2 separate regions of the Drosophila melanogaster genome follow, and region 1 is linked to region 2. A link is a contact called in public HiChIP or PLAC-seq data. All regions are on one chromosome and are shown on one strand. Each heading gives the region's core, a stretch centred on a gene start, on an enhancer-like site or on the middle of the called end of the contact. The rest is flanking DNA. Distances are from core to core; before and after follow the strand shown.

What was found. HiChIP or PLAC-seq counts read pairs in DNA pulled down with a chosen protein or histone mark.
Region 1: a POLR2A S2P HiChIP or PLAC-seq map of the Kc167 cell line shows a contact between it and region 2, with 5 times the contacts expected there. The contact joins the enhancer-like site here to the promoter of Naam in region 2. A contact is called at or near these places in 25 of 107 Hi-C or Micro-C datasets (the Clone 8 cell line, the OSC cell line, the S2 cell line and 8 more) and 3 of 6 datasets of contacts at active chromatin or transcription factors (the Kc167 cell line and the S2 cell line).

The regions. Positions count from the first base shown.
Region 1 is chr3R:19,744,830-19,751,446 of dm6, forward strand. The region is part of intron 1 of GluClalpha (Glutamate-gated chloride channel subunit alpha); the gene reads left to right. Among named protein-coding and RNA genes, the nearest start is that of lncRNA:CR43488, 3.7 kb to the left of the region's middle. Within about 2 kb of position 4,837, at least 21 of the 39 cell types and tissues checked have an H3K27ac peak or open chromatin away from gene starts, as enhancers often do. A contact at or near this core is called in the Kc167 cell line, the OSC cell line, embryo and 2 more, where this site is marked.
Region 2 is chr3R:19,666,661-19,673,188 of dm6, forward strand. Naam (Nicotinamide amidase) reads left to right here and starts at 4,790. Exons shown (of 7, transcript NM_169872.2): 1 at 4,790-5,083. CG7432 reads left to right here. Exons shown (of 7, transcript NM_142568.3): 2 at 1,545-1,631; 3 at 1,695-3,147; 4 at 3,204-3,314; 5 at 3,368-3,680; 6 at 3,741-3,840; 7 at 3,902-4,167. The coding sequence ends at 3,960. It overlaps tRNA:Val-CAC-2-5 (transfer RNA:Valine-CAC 2-5), which reads right to left and starts at 5,689; the gene lies at 5,617-5,689.

The DNA.
Region 1 (6,617 bases), core at 3,587-6,086, 78 kb after region 2:
AACCCAAATCCAGGGAGGGGGAGGTGAGCAAGCAGGCCCCCCGCCGCCGAAAGCTAGCGACTGCAGTGCAGCTGTGGAGGTGGAGACTCTGGCCACTACAGTCTCCACGACAGCCACAAGCCTGAAGACAATGGATTTCATCAGCGTGCCGGCCCAAAGGGCGGGAGCGAAGTCCCCATCAGGATCGCCGCATCGCTCGCCAGAACTGACCACGACGCTCCAGAATGAGGACCTGCAGGGCATCCTGGACATGATGAAAGCCAAGATCACCGCCATTCTATCCTCGTTCGAGACTAGGCGTCACGTAACCAGCGAGGATAGGGGCGTGCTAGTGGACCTATCGGCGCTCAATAACAGAGCGATTGAGTTACAGGAGGGTATCAACAAGAAGCCCCCACCAAGGAGTACTGCCACACAGACTGAGGCAGAAAAGACAAAGCGTAGCCAGGTGGCGCCACCCAGACAGGCATTACCGAATGTGCAGGTCCGCAAAACGGACAACCATCGATCTTCCGCGAAATCCACCGGGAAGGCGTTACCCACGACGGCTGACTCCAAACCGGAAAGTTATGCGTCTGTCGCCAAGGACGCTAACAAGGACGAGGAATGGGCTAAGGTGAAGCCCAAGCGCCTGCGCAAAAAACCTGAGGCGCTAATCCTGAAAAAAACGGGTGAGGTTACGTACTCGGATATGCTCCGGAAGATGAAAGCAGAACCGAGTCTGACCGAATTCGGCAAGCACGTGCGTAAAATAAGGAGGACGCAACAGGGAGAACTACTTCTTGAATTAGAAGGTAAAGCCTCGGAGGTCATCCCCAGCTTTAAAAATGAGCTAGAAGCGACGCTCAAAGAGATTGCTTCGGTTCGCACGGGCGCGCATAGGACTGCGCTAATCTGCAGCGGACTAGACGAGACAACGACGGCTCAGGACCTTCACAATTCCCTGGTCTCCCAATTTCAGGGCATCCGCCTGGAACCAGAGGATGTAAGAGGCCTTCGCAGGATGCGTGACGGGACCCAGATAGCCTCTGTGCTAATGTGCGCGAACGATGCCATTGCGGTCATCAACCGGGGCGTTGTAACTGTGGGATGGTCGCGTTGCCGCATAGCCCAAGACGTCCGCCCAATAAGATGCTTCAGATGCCTCGAATTCGGCCACCGAGCTCCCTACTGCAAGTCAGTCGATCGCTCTGACTGCTGCCTACGGTGCGGCGAGCATGGGCATAAGGCAAAGGGCTGCGTAGCCCCACCAAGATGCCTGATCTGCAGCAGTGACGTGGACAAGAACCACGCGACGGGTGGTTTTGCATGCCCCACCTACAAAGCCAACACCAAAGGAGCTAATAGCCGTCAAAATGATGCCAGAAGAAATTAACATCATCCAGCTCAACGTTAACCATTGCGCAGCAGCACAGAACCTCCTGACTCAAACAGCGAAGGAGCGCCATGCGGACGTAGTGCTTTTGAGTGAACCATACCTACCTGGTGTGGGTAACTCAGGAGTGCTACTCGATGAGACAGGCAAGGCGGCCATTAAATGTACATCCAGGTTATTGGTAGAGGAGTGGGATACCGTACCAATGCGCGGCATAGCATACGCCAAAATTAGAGGAATCCACTTCTACAGCTGCTATGCTCCACCTAGCGACAGTCCCGAGCAATTCGAGGACATGCTCGAAAAGCTGGTTAACCATGCAAGTGGGCGCAGACCAACAGTCATCGGAGGTGACCTCAATGCCTGGGCTACAGAATGGGGCAGTCGAATCTCTAACACAAGAGGACGAGCAGTGATCGATGCCATGAACCTGCTAGATCTCGTATTGCTAAACGACGGGTTCAAACCGACGTTCAATAATGACAGAGGTACATCTTTCATTGATGTCACTTTTGTTAGCAGAGTTCTAGTGGCTAGCTCGAACTGGATGGTCCATGAGGACATAACGCTGAGCGACCACAACCTAATCACGTTCGGTGCCCGAACAATGAGGCCGTCACCCAAACAGCGAAGATGTGCGCTAGGTCCGGTATGGGACATTAGGAAACTGGATGAAGACATGCTAGCATACCAGATCGAGGGCATGGAGTCCATAATTGGACACGCGGAGACCATGGTGACAGCGCTCATGGATAGGCTTAGAGCAATGTGTGATGCGGTGATGCCGAGAAAAAGGAACACGAAACGAAAGCCCCCTGTCTACTGGTGGAGTGACTCATTGCACCAGCTTCGGACGGAATGCATCAAGGCGAGGAGGCAAGCGCAGCGATCTAGAGGGCAACCGCACCACTCCCAGTGCATTGAGGTATATAAAGCGAAGCGAACTGAGCTTAAGAACGGCATATCAGCAGCAAAGGCGAATGCTTTTAAGGACCTGATTGATAGCGTAGACGACGACCCCTGGGGTCTCGCCTACAAAGTCGTAAGGAAAAAACTCAATTCCGCTGGTGCAGGATCTCCTCAGGACCCAGCCGCCCTGGCCAACATCGTGTCGGAACTATTTCCAAGCCAACACACGTTATGGCAACCCGCTGTTGACCCCCCCGCCTCTGACTTCCCGTGCATCACGTCATGCGAAGTCGTCGAAGCAGCAAAGAGGATCAGACCGAACAAAGCTCCCGGCATTGATGGTATCCCGGGCGTGATCGTCAAAGCAGCCGCCACCGCAAGACCGGAGGTCTTCAGGGATACATTCCAACAGTGTCTGCTGGACGGAGTCTTCCCCAAGCGCTGGAAAAAGATGAAGCTGGTCCTTCTGCCGAAAGGCAAGGGGCCCGCAAATGTTCCACGCAGTTACCGACCGTTGTGTCTGTTGGACATTGTTGGCAAGCTCTTTGAGCGCATACTGTACGCGCGCATTGAGCTAATCACTGAAAGTCCTACAGGCCTTCAGGGCCAACAGTATGGCTTCCGAAAGGGTAAAAGTACGCTCGACGCTCTCAAATCCGTAACAGACGCTGCCAGGAAAGCACTCGACGGTAACCGATGGTTAGGCGGCAGTAAGAAGTACTGTGCCATCATCACGCTAGACGTCAAGAACGCATTCAATACAGCGAGATGGCCCATTATCCTCGGGGCTATGCGCAACTTGGGCGTTCCCGACTACATACGAGGCGTAATTGGCAACTACTTCAGGGACCGTGTGTTATGGTACGTAACAGAAGATGGTCCAAGAAGCCACCAAGTCTCTGCAGGCGTTCCCCAAGGGTCGGTACTAGGACCGATCTTGTGGAACATTATGTATGATGGAATACTGAGCATTAGCAAGCCCAGAGGTGTGGAGCTGCACTGCTTCGCCGACGACGTTGCGATAACAGCGGTCGCCAAGACAATACCGGAGCTCCAGGACATAAGTAACGTGGCAATCACGGCGGCCATAGAATGGCTCGAAAAAGTCGGACTTAAAATAGCTGCGCATAAGACCGAAGTAGTCCTGCTGAGCAGCAGAAAGTCCGTTGAGTGCATGCGTGTAGAAGTCAAAGGAGTTGAAATCGCCTCAGCAGAAACGTTGAAATACCTTGGTGTTCTAATAGACCGAAGGCTCTCGTTCAAGGCTCACGCAAGGTATGCCAGCAAAAAAGCGGCAATGACAGCAGCAGCCTTGGCGAGAATCATGCCCAACGTGGGAGGACCCAGACTGCCGGCTAGGAGACTGTTAGTGGCGGTTTCAAAGGCAACGCTGCTTTATGCTGCGCCTATCTGGAGCTGCGTTTCCACAAAGAAAACCTATCTAGATAGTGCCCGCGCAGTATCACGGACAATGGCTCTCAGGCTAATCAGAGGCTTTAGAACCATATCGGACGACGCAGCGCACGCTCTGTCAGGCATTACACCCATTGACCTGGACATAAAGGGCAAATACCTTGCGAGTGAGGGATACACTCAATTAGAGATCAAAGAGTGGATTCGAGGAGTATGGCAGACCAGGTGGCAAGAGTCACAACGGGGACGCTGGACTTACAAACTCATTCCGCAACTAACGGAGTGGGCTGATTGCGAGCACAAAACGGTGGACTACCACATGACCCAGTTCCTCACGGACCATGGCTGTTTTCGAGGGTACCTATGTAGGTTCCGCCACGTGGATACAGCCCAGTGCCTTTATTGCACAGACGCAGTGGAAACCGCAGAGCACATCCTACTGCACTGCTCCAGGTTCGCCGAGGAGAGGGCGCAACTCGTGGCGCTCGCTGGGTCACCTCTCAGCCCGAGAGGCTTGGTTGCTGCTATGATGGCGGACAAAATCGTTTGGGATGGGGCTCACGTGATCATCGTCACCATGATGAAGCGTGTCCGTAAGGACGAGATGGCCAATCGGAACTATAGATAAGGAGTACCCCCGTATGTTGGCGGGGCAAGAACTCTACGACTGGTACGCTCAGTTGGTCGTAAAAAGGCGCTGCTGTGCACCGCAAAAGAAGATGGTGTGCAACTTGGCACCACATCCTGCTCACCGATGAAATACCTTGACTGGCAGTCCCGGTGAGCTTGACAAGGACAGGAGAGAGAGCGGAGGTTTTTGTTTAGTACGTAGGCATAAGCCCTCAGCTGAGGGTTATGAATCGTGAATGCCATCCAAGGACATTAGATGGTATCTTTAGAAGATTTCATTTTCCTGCCGTATATAATAATAAAAAAAAAAAAAAAAAAAACAGGGTCCTAAATGGCAAAATGCTACTAAGCCCACTTACTTACAATTTAGCTGAAAAATAAAGCGAACGAGAAACAGACAGGAAGAGAGGAACAAAATCATATGGCGAAAACGAGAGTGTAAAATTTTTGCATACATAAAACGAGGAGCAAAGCGTAAGGGCAGCAAATAAAACAACAACAAAATGAATCCAGCTTTATGGCACGCACCCACACAGGCGCACATATCATCTCACAAATACGCCACTTGACTTTATTCAGCAGCTATCGCAAGTGCCTTAATAGTGTGCGTGTGTATCCGTGCAGCCCCATGTGTGTGTGAGTGTGGACTACTTTCTGGTGCGGGCGGCACAAAATCCAATCAGCATAACGAGCTACAAGCGCCGCTGAGCGGCATAAAACGCAAAAAATATATATATGGCTGTGTGCGGGCTGTGATTGTATGGCCTGCGAGCGTGTGTGTGCGTATGTGTGCGTTGAGATGCACACACACAACACGCTCTTTTGGCCGAAACACTGCGAGAAATAATGCTGCTGGGGATAGAGACAAAGCCATAAGTCAAGACCAGATTCTAAGCCTAATAAATCGCTTTTGAATGCCAGCCCAAAGCCCGGAATGAATGAATTTAGCTGAAGGAGTTCAAGCAATTTTCCAAAAACAAACATTCAAAATCAATCAGGCTTTGATGTCTGACTATTTTTAATAGGCTATAAGTCATTTAGGTTTTATACCAATGCAATGATTTAAATAGTTATTGCATTGAATTTTACTTGAGTGGCAGCTCATAGCCAGGAAAAATTTGACAACATTTAAATCATCAAAATTAATGTCAAAAGATATATATGCGTTCGTATAGATGATCATTAATTATAACCAAAGAAAGGAAATCTTGTTAAATACGTATGATTAAATGGCGTTTATCTTTTAAATCTGAGTATAGGACATAAAGACATTTGGATTAATAGTGTTCTCAGCCAATTATTAATGATTTAGGAGTGTTGATTTTCATAATAGTTAGTAACGAATTCAAGCCAATTTCTACATCCTTCTCAGTCCCAAGTAAATTAAGTTGGGGATATTTTTCGCAGTTTGGCACGTTCATTCAACTCGCAGCTTGGCAACAACAAGCGAAGCGGCCAAAACGGCTCAAACTCAATGCTTTCGCTGAGGTAGACAAGCGCACAAGTGTTGTTGCTTTTATTGTCGGTGGCGAACAGTAAAAACATTGCCAAGCTCAAAAGTGTGTCGACTCGTCACAAACAAGCATACACACTCGCACTCACACTCACGCACAAACAAATGAAATAAAAGTAAACCCATTTACACCACACACACAGTCGGTAGTCCTTTTTCCAAACCTCCCCTCCTCTCCTCATCCACACTTTTTTTTTTATTTTTTTCGAGGGAAGGAGGATTGGCGCCAACTGCTTGGCAAGCTGCAAATGTGGGACATTTGGCAGTCGCAGTCGCATTGTTAACTTTCTTTGACAGCGGGCCAAAAAACAAAAATAAGGGGTAAAGCTGGAGGGGAGGTGTTTTGGGGGACAGAGGAGGATACCAGGGAGGACCACCCGGGTCCATGTCCTCAACTCAGCGCCAATGTTGCTGCTGCTTTGCTCGATGCAGATACAACTGCACGGGTGCATGTTATATTTATGGCACAAAATTGCAGGCACAGCAGCGGCAAATTAACACAGCACGAATGCAAATTTGGAGCAGCGGCCAGCCTGTTGCCATTTCAGCCATTTCAGCCATTACCATTCGAGAGCCCATTCCCATTTCGACCAATTGATTATTTGCCCGGGTATCCCACATGGCAGCAACTGTGAAAGCCCCGACTCGGTCATGGCCAATGTTCCACACATGTACATGTACATTCATATACATATATATATATATATTCCCATATAGTATATCCCTGCTGCGTTGGGCGTTTGCGTGAGCAGTGGGCGTGGCATTCTGGTCACCACA
Region 2 (6,528 bases), core at 3,540-6,039:
TAGTAAACTCTTTTAGTCAACGAGTAACGGGTATATTTACTTCTTTATTAAAATACAAATGCTGTCGTTTATATTGTAAACAAGAAATAAGGAAATAATTTTAAACAGAAATAGAATTAAGAATTTTCAATGTTATTTTCACTTATTTCTTTGAACGGTGTGACATGTTTTTGGGTCAAAATGCATAAAAGTATGATCAACAATGAACCAAAAAGAGCGCACGTATCCATAACGAATGTGCTTAGTCTGTCTAGGGCCTCCGGGGCATTCACTTTTCCCAAGAAATCATTTCTATATAAGCCCTATAATTGGCCAATATTTCATTGTGTTGAGGCGAGCAGCAACAAAGTGAAGCAGTGCCATTTGGTATGGGCAATTTTATTCCGAGTGAAAGTGGCAAAGTTGCAGTGCACACCTCGAAAAATGTTAATGAGCCGCGTTCGAATCTGGCATAAAAGCAAAATAAGAAATTCAAAATAAAGCAAAAAAAGGCGAAATAAAACCGAAACTATAGCAGCTTAACCCAAATCACTTTAAGATAATCAATTTTGTTTTCCTTCGCTGCGAGGTGAAATCTTTTGGCGACCTTGGCGCCCATTAACTTACATAAAGAATCATCCGGGAGGAAGTTCCTCATCGCGGAGATCTTCTCCTTCTAAAAATGCCAAGTCATTAGGGTAAATGGAGACAAGCCCACCAAAAAACCGAGCAAACCAAGCCCGACGAACTGAGATTATGTCACGGCAGTCAAGCCAAATAAACTCACAACTAAATAAACATTAAACGCTTCAGTTGAACAACGACATACTTTCCCATTAAGGGACAAGATGGGTGCGGGGGAGGGGGCGTACCGCAGATGCGTAATGCCAATTTGTGACATTACTCAACCGGCGACAAAGCCGAAAGACTTTGCATAGGACCATTGTTGAAGTGAGTTTGGCCAGCTGGGCGCTCGCGGATCTCCAATACTTCCTGCTTTCAAACTCTATAAGCATGGTTTCCCCAACAGTGCGTTTCATAACTAGCAAGTGCATCAGGCAAATGTATTTTAAAGAAAATAGGGTTGTACTTCTTCTAGAATGGGTACATTACATTGTAACTTAGCTGGCTACATTTTAAATTAGAGGTAACCAATGGCATTTTTTGATACATAACATGAACAAAAAAAAAAAATCAATATTAATATATAACTTTTCGTTACTAAGTAATATCAATAATTTATCAATCAAGCTTCCTTATCAAAGCACTTAATTTTAAAAAGCTGATAATCATTTTATTTAATTATTATATTTTATTGAAAGTCAGAAAATGATTTACCAGCGGCTTTTGAAAAAGTTATTGACTCACTGTTTATCTTTAAAGGCAAAGAGTGTTGTTATCTTTAGGTGTTTTACAAAAATTTCTTTGACTGTATGTATATTGCTTACTAGTTGTTTTAGTTATCACGTTTCTAGAATCCTGCATAGGTATATTTATTGAAGTCAGAAGCTTAATTTGTCTTAAAGTAGCGAAACTATATCAAATATATTTTATCATTGTTTCAGTACTTTCCTTGGGAACATTTCCGACCGCTCAGGGACAATCGGATGCCGGGAACGATGAGGAGCAACCACTCCATTTGACCAACGACGGTAAGTGTGATCAAGATGCAGGATGCTGTGCACGGACATTCATAACTTTAACCCTTAAGGCAGCGTCTTTCTTTCAGCCACATTTGCACGATCGACGACTGGGTCGCCAGTTGATCGAGGATCTCGCCGAGAGCCAGAGCTCGGCCAGCAGTGTCAGCAGCGGCAGCAGTCAGTCCGGCTCCGCCTACGAGGATGACGATGACGACGTCGAGGGTTCCAGTGAGTACTACGATAGCGACGAGGAACAGTCCGAGGGCAGCAACGAATCCCTGCCTCGTTTGCTCTCCCAATCCACCTTTAATCGCATCTCTGAGACCTTGGGAGCGCTCAACCATGTGGGGCACATGCTGGTGGACATAACTCGCGGTGGACAGGATCAGGCCAAAATGGAGGGGGCGGAGAAGAGTGAGGATACAAGCCAGGACAATAGTCAGTCGGGTGGATCGTCCAGCGCAACCGCAAGTGCTTCCAGCACCACCGAAGTGGTTCCCTCTTCCACATCCTCCCCACGAGGAAATTCCGAGCAACTGCCAGGAGTCTCAGACAAACTTATGGATCCTCTACCGATTACACTCTCTGCCAATAGTTTACTACCAGCTGGCAAGCCTGCGAATCTGAGTGTCATCCAAGTGGCAACTAAAAGAATCGGTATGGATGACTCTGCTCCCATGTTTGTGGAGAACAAGGAGCTGAAGCTAAAGAAGAAAAAGAAGAAGAATAAGAACAAGCAGAAGGTCAAGAAGCCCAGTGAAGAAGGTGTCCTGGTTCCGGTAGCCCAGGGTGCTCAGCAATCGCAGCAGAAGATCAAGATACCCACTACTCCGCGCACCACAACTACGTCCACCACCACAGAGGCACCTATTACTCTGACCCCATTGGATCAGTTGGCAGAGGCTAGTGATGAGGCAGGAACCGGGAAAGATGTGGAAAACTACTGCAAAACGCCAAGTGGAAGGCGAGGACGTTGCGAGGATCTCAGCAGTTGTCCCGCTCTGCTGCTGAATCTCAGCAGCTTGAGAGAGTCCCTGTGCTTCAAGAGTCTCTATGTGCCGGGCGTGTGCTGCCCCATTTCCTCATCCTCCACTGTTTTGACCACTCAGAAACCTCTGAGGCTGACCACTCGTCCCACGACGACCACCAGCACCACCAAGGCTACGCAACCCACGAAGAAAAGCACTGTTCGACCCACCACGCGCCCCACATCTGGTCTCGTGCTCATTCCCCAGAAGAAACCGCCCACTACCACGACGACCACCACGACGGAGGTGCCTCTGGAGCCGGAGGGTCTGGACGAGATCGGCAACAACATTGTGGACCCCGATGAGTGCGGTCAGCAGGAGTACTCAACTGGTAGGATTGTGGGCGGAGTGGAGGCTCCGAATGGTCAGTGGCCATGGATGGCAGCCATTTTTCTCCATGGACCCAAGCGCACGGAGTTCTGGTGCGGTGGTTCGTTGATTGGCACCAAATATATCCTGACAGCTGCGCATTGTACGCGGGACTCGCGTCAAAAACCGTAAGTCATAGTGAGTCCTGCATTTGATGGGCACTAATATCGACTTTTTCTTCTAGATTTGCTGCTCGACAGTTTACGGTTCGCTTGGGTGACATCGATCTGTCAACGGATGCGGAACCCTCTGATCCCGTGACCTTCGCCGTCAAGGAAGTGCGCACCCATGAGCGGTAGGTTATGGACCTCCTAATGTGAATAGTATTGGTAACGTGTGTATCCTCAGATTCTCCCGCATTGGATTCTACAATGACATTGCCATCCTTGTTTTGGATAAGCCCGTGAGGAAATCAAAGTATGTAATCCCTGTCTGCCTGCCAAAGGGAATCAGGATGCCGCCCAAGGAACGGCTTCCCGGACGTAGAGCCACCGTTGTGGGCTGGGGCACCACCTACTACGGTGGTAAGGAGTCCACCAGCCAACGACAGGCGGAACTGCCCATTTGGCGGAATGAGGATTGCGACCGCAGTTACTTCCAGCCTATCAACGAGAACTTCATCTGCGCAGGATACTCCGATGGCGGAGTGGATGCTTGTCAGGTGAGTTAATAAAGGAGTTTCCATTCATAGAGGATCAAAACTAATTTAACCGTTTTGCAGGGCGATTCTGGCGGTCCTTTGATGATGCGATATGATTCCCACTGGGTTCAACTGGGAGTGGTGTCCTTTGGCAACAAGTGTGGTGAGCCGGGATATCCAGGTATGTTGCGCTACAGAAACATTACTTTAAAGAGCATTTACTAATTTTTATGCCCATCCAGGTGTCTATACTCGAGTCACTGAATACCTTGACTGGATACGCGATCACACGAGGGATTAATCGCATTCCCGTTCCACCGATCCACCTTAGCAGTAACTATAGCCTAGGTTTAGGTACGCACTAGTCTATGTACTCTTAATGAACTTCCCCTCCTGATCAATGGAGTGTACTATTTATTAACCGCATCCCATCGCCATGATGATTGGCATTTGTTGACTAAATTAATATATATATTATATTTAATTTTGATAAATAAAATGTGTAAACAAAATATAGAGTGTTTCAAGACACCGGAAATTCGTAGATATAATATTTTGGTATTTCAAGCTGCTGCTTACTTACTAATTACTGTGACTTACTAATTAACTGTGTCTTGCTAACTAGTAATACATCCTATTAGCAGCTAGCATTCCCTAGCAAGATTTTCTTAAATGATAGCCTGAATTTATATGGTATATGGTGATTTTAAAATCATTTTCCATATATGGTCATATGCTCTGCAGCAGTAGGAGAAAATTCGCTGTATTGTAGTGGTTGAAATCGTAAAATGATCTTACGCAATCAAAAGCCAATGATCCAAAGCTAATTGACTTTGGATAAAACAATAGTAATCGTTTCAGTTTATATGAATCGAAGCGTGGGAGCGGCAAACAATTATTTACAGTTTGTAACTTTTGGAATTACGAGTGTCAATGAAATAAAGTGGGGGGATTTAATTCTATAATTTCGATAGCTATGCCCCTTTGTTCAGACATTCTGGAAACTATCAATGGGGAAGTGACTAAATGATAGATAAGTTTCATTCATTATTATTTATCACTTACTGGGAACTACTTGGTAAACAAACGTGAGCAATTGCATAAGGCTTTTTTCTCGATGCCGGTTCTCTCAGTTGGCATTAAGCTTTCACAGCTGACGGACGCGAATTGTTCCCTCCAACCGGCGAGTTCTTTAAGTTTCTCGGGAATGTTTGTATTATCTCAAAAAATTGACTACATCAACGAATTCTAAGTGGTATAATTACAGTTTGTGCTTGCTGTGAAGATTTACAGCTCGAATAAATCATAATATTGTACAATTAACGCTGATAATCACGAATTTGACATTGCTACCACATTCGGTGCGTGGACTCTGAAAGCTCTGAGTGTTTTGTTTATGCAAAGCTTTTTTGGACTATCGCGTGGTAAGTAGCCGAAAGAGAAAGCTCTCTTATACGGAAGATGAAGAGTGTGATTCATGAAAATGTATAAGAACGCGGGTCCAAAAAGTCAAGGGAGTTCTAGTGAAATGAAAAGTTCCAAAGGTTTTGAAATCGTTTTATTTTCTCGTTCGTATAATTATTGGGTGTCGATCTTTGTTGGGCAGTGTAAAGCACAAACTTTGAGCTTCATCATACATATCATATGTAAAGCCGGGACGAAAGCTTATGATTCTGTTAAGTGTCCGCCCAAGATAACATTTCTCCAGCCCTTCAAATCTTCAAATAAATACGGCTTAAGGCGAGCAAATTTGTAAATCAAATGATTTGTTAAATAAACATTATATGTATTTTATCATGCCAGGTTAGAACACATTGTGCTGATGCAAATAAAATTCCAATTAAACGCCCCTGAATGGGAAGATGACGCATCTTTAATGTGAATATTATGTTAAATTTAATATTATCGCAAAATAACTATAATAATGAAATAAAAAAAGACAAAAAACTATTTCGACTGTTCCCGCCCGGGTTCGAACCGGGGACCTTGTGCGTGTGAAGCACACGTGATAACCGCTACACTACGGAAACTCTTAAGAGATGGCCGGTTAAGGCCAGCCAGAGGCAAACCAATGAAAATGGAATTATGTTTCTATTTTTAGCCTGACGTGATTAGTTTATCTCAATGTTTCAGGTAATAAAAATTGAAAAGATTTACGGAGAAAGTTATAGTACGTTTATGAGAAGAAAGGTTAAATACCTTTGGATCGTGAGTTTGTGCCATCTTAGAATAACATTGGCCCCGGCTTGGCAGCAACAATGAAAACCCATTTCTTCGCCTTGTCATTCCGCTCTTAATTAGCCTTTATTTGTCCCCTCTTCACGGAGCCCCACAATTGGCCGGCATTTGTGCTTGTGAATAGAAGGGCCTGGGAAAGGGGCAAGGTAAGGCAAGGCATTCATGGCATGCCTGAAACACGCTGACCAGATTACCAACCAGAGCGCCAAGGGGCCAGGAGCGAAGCACACTGTGGGTGGGGTGCTCCGATGGCCCACCTTTAAATAAATTCGAGCACGCTGATCCTTGATTAAAATTCCTATTGTCTGCTTTGGTCCTGCCAAGATTTCCTCCCCTTTCAGGCTTTCAGGACTCCGCTTTTGTGCGGCGCCGTGAACGTAATTAATATGCAGGCCAGAACGGACTCTAACTGCTCTCTGGCACTCGTTATAATTACGCATTTAAATTGGCACAAAGGTTGAGGCCAGACATAACACACTTGGCAAAATAAAGTTATTTTTATAACTCATTTACTTGTTAGCTAATTATGTTTGATTTATAAACGCAAATTAAATATGCTTTTTTGTTTTTAAATAGTATTTTTATCGGAAAAACTTTCAAGTATTCAATGGTGTTTTCTCTCAGTGTCAGT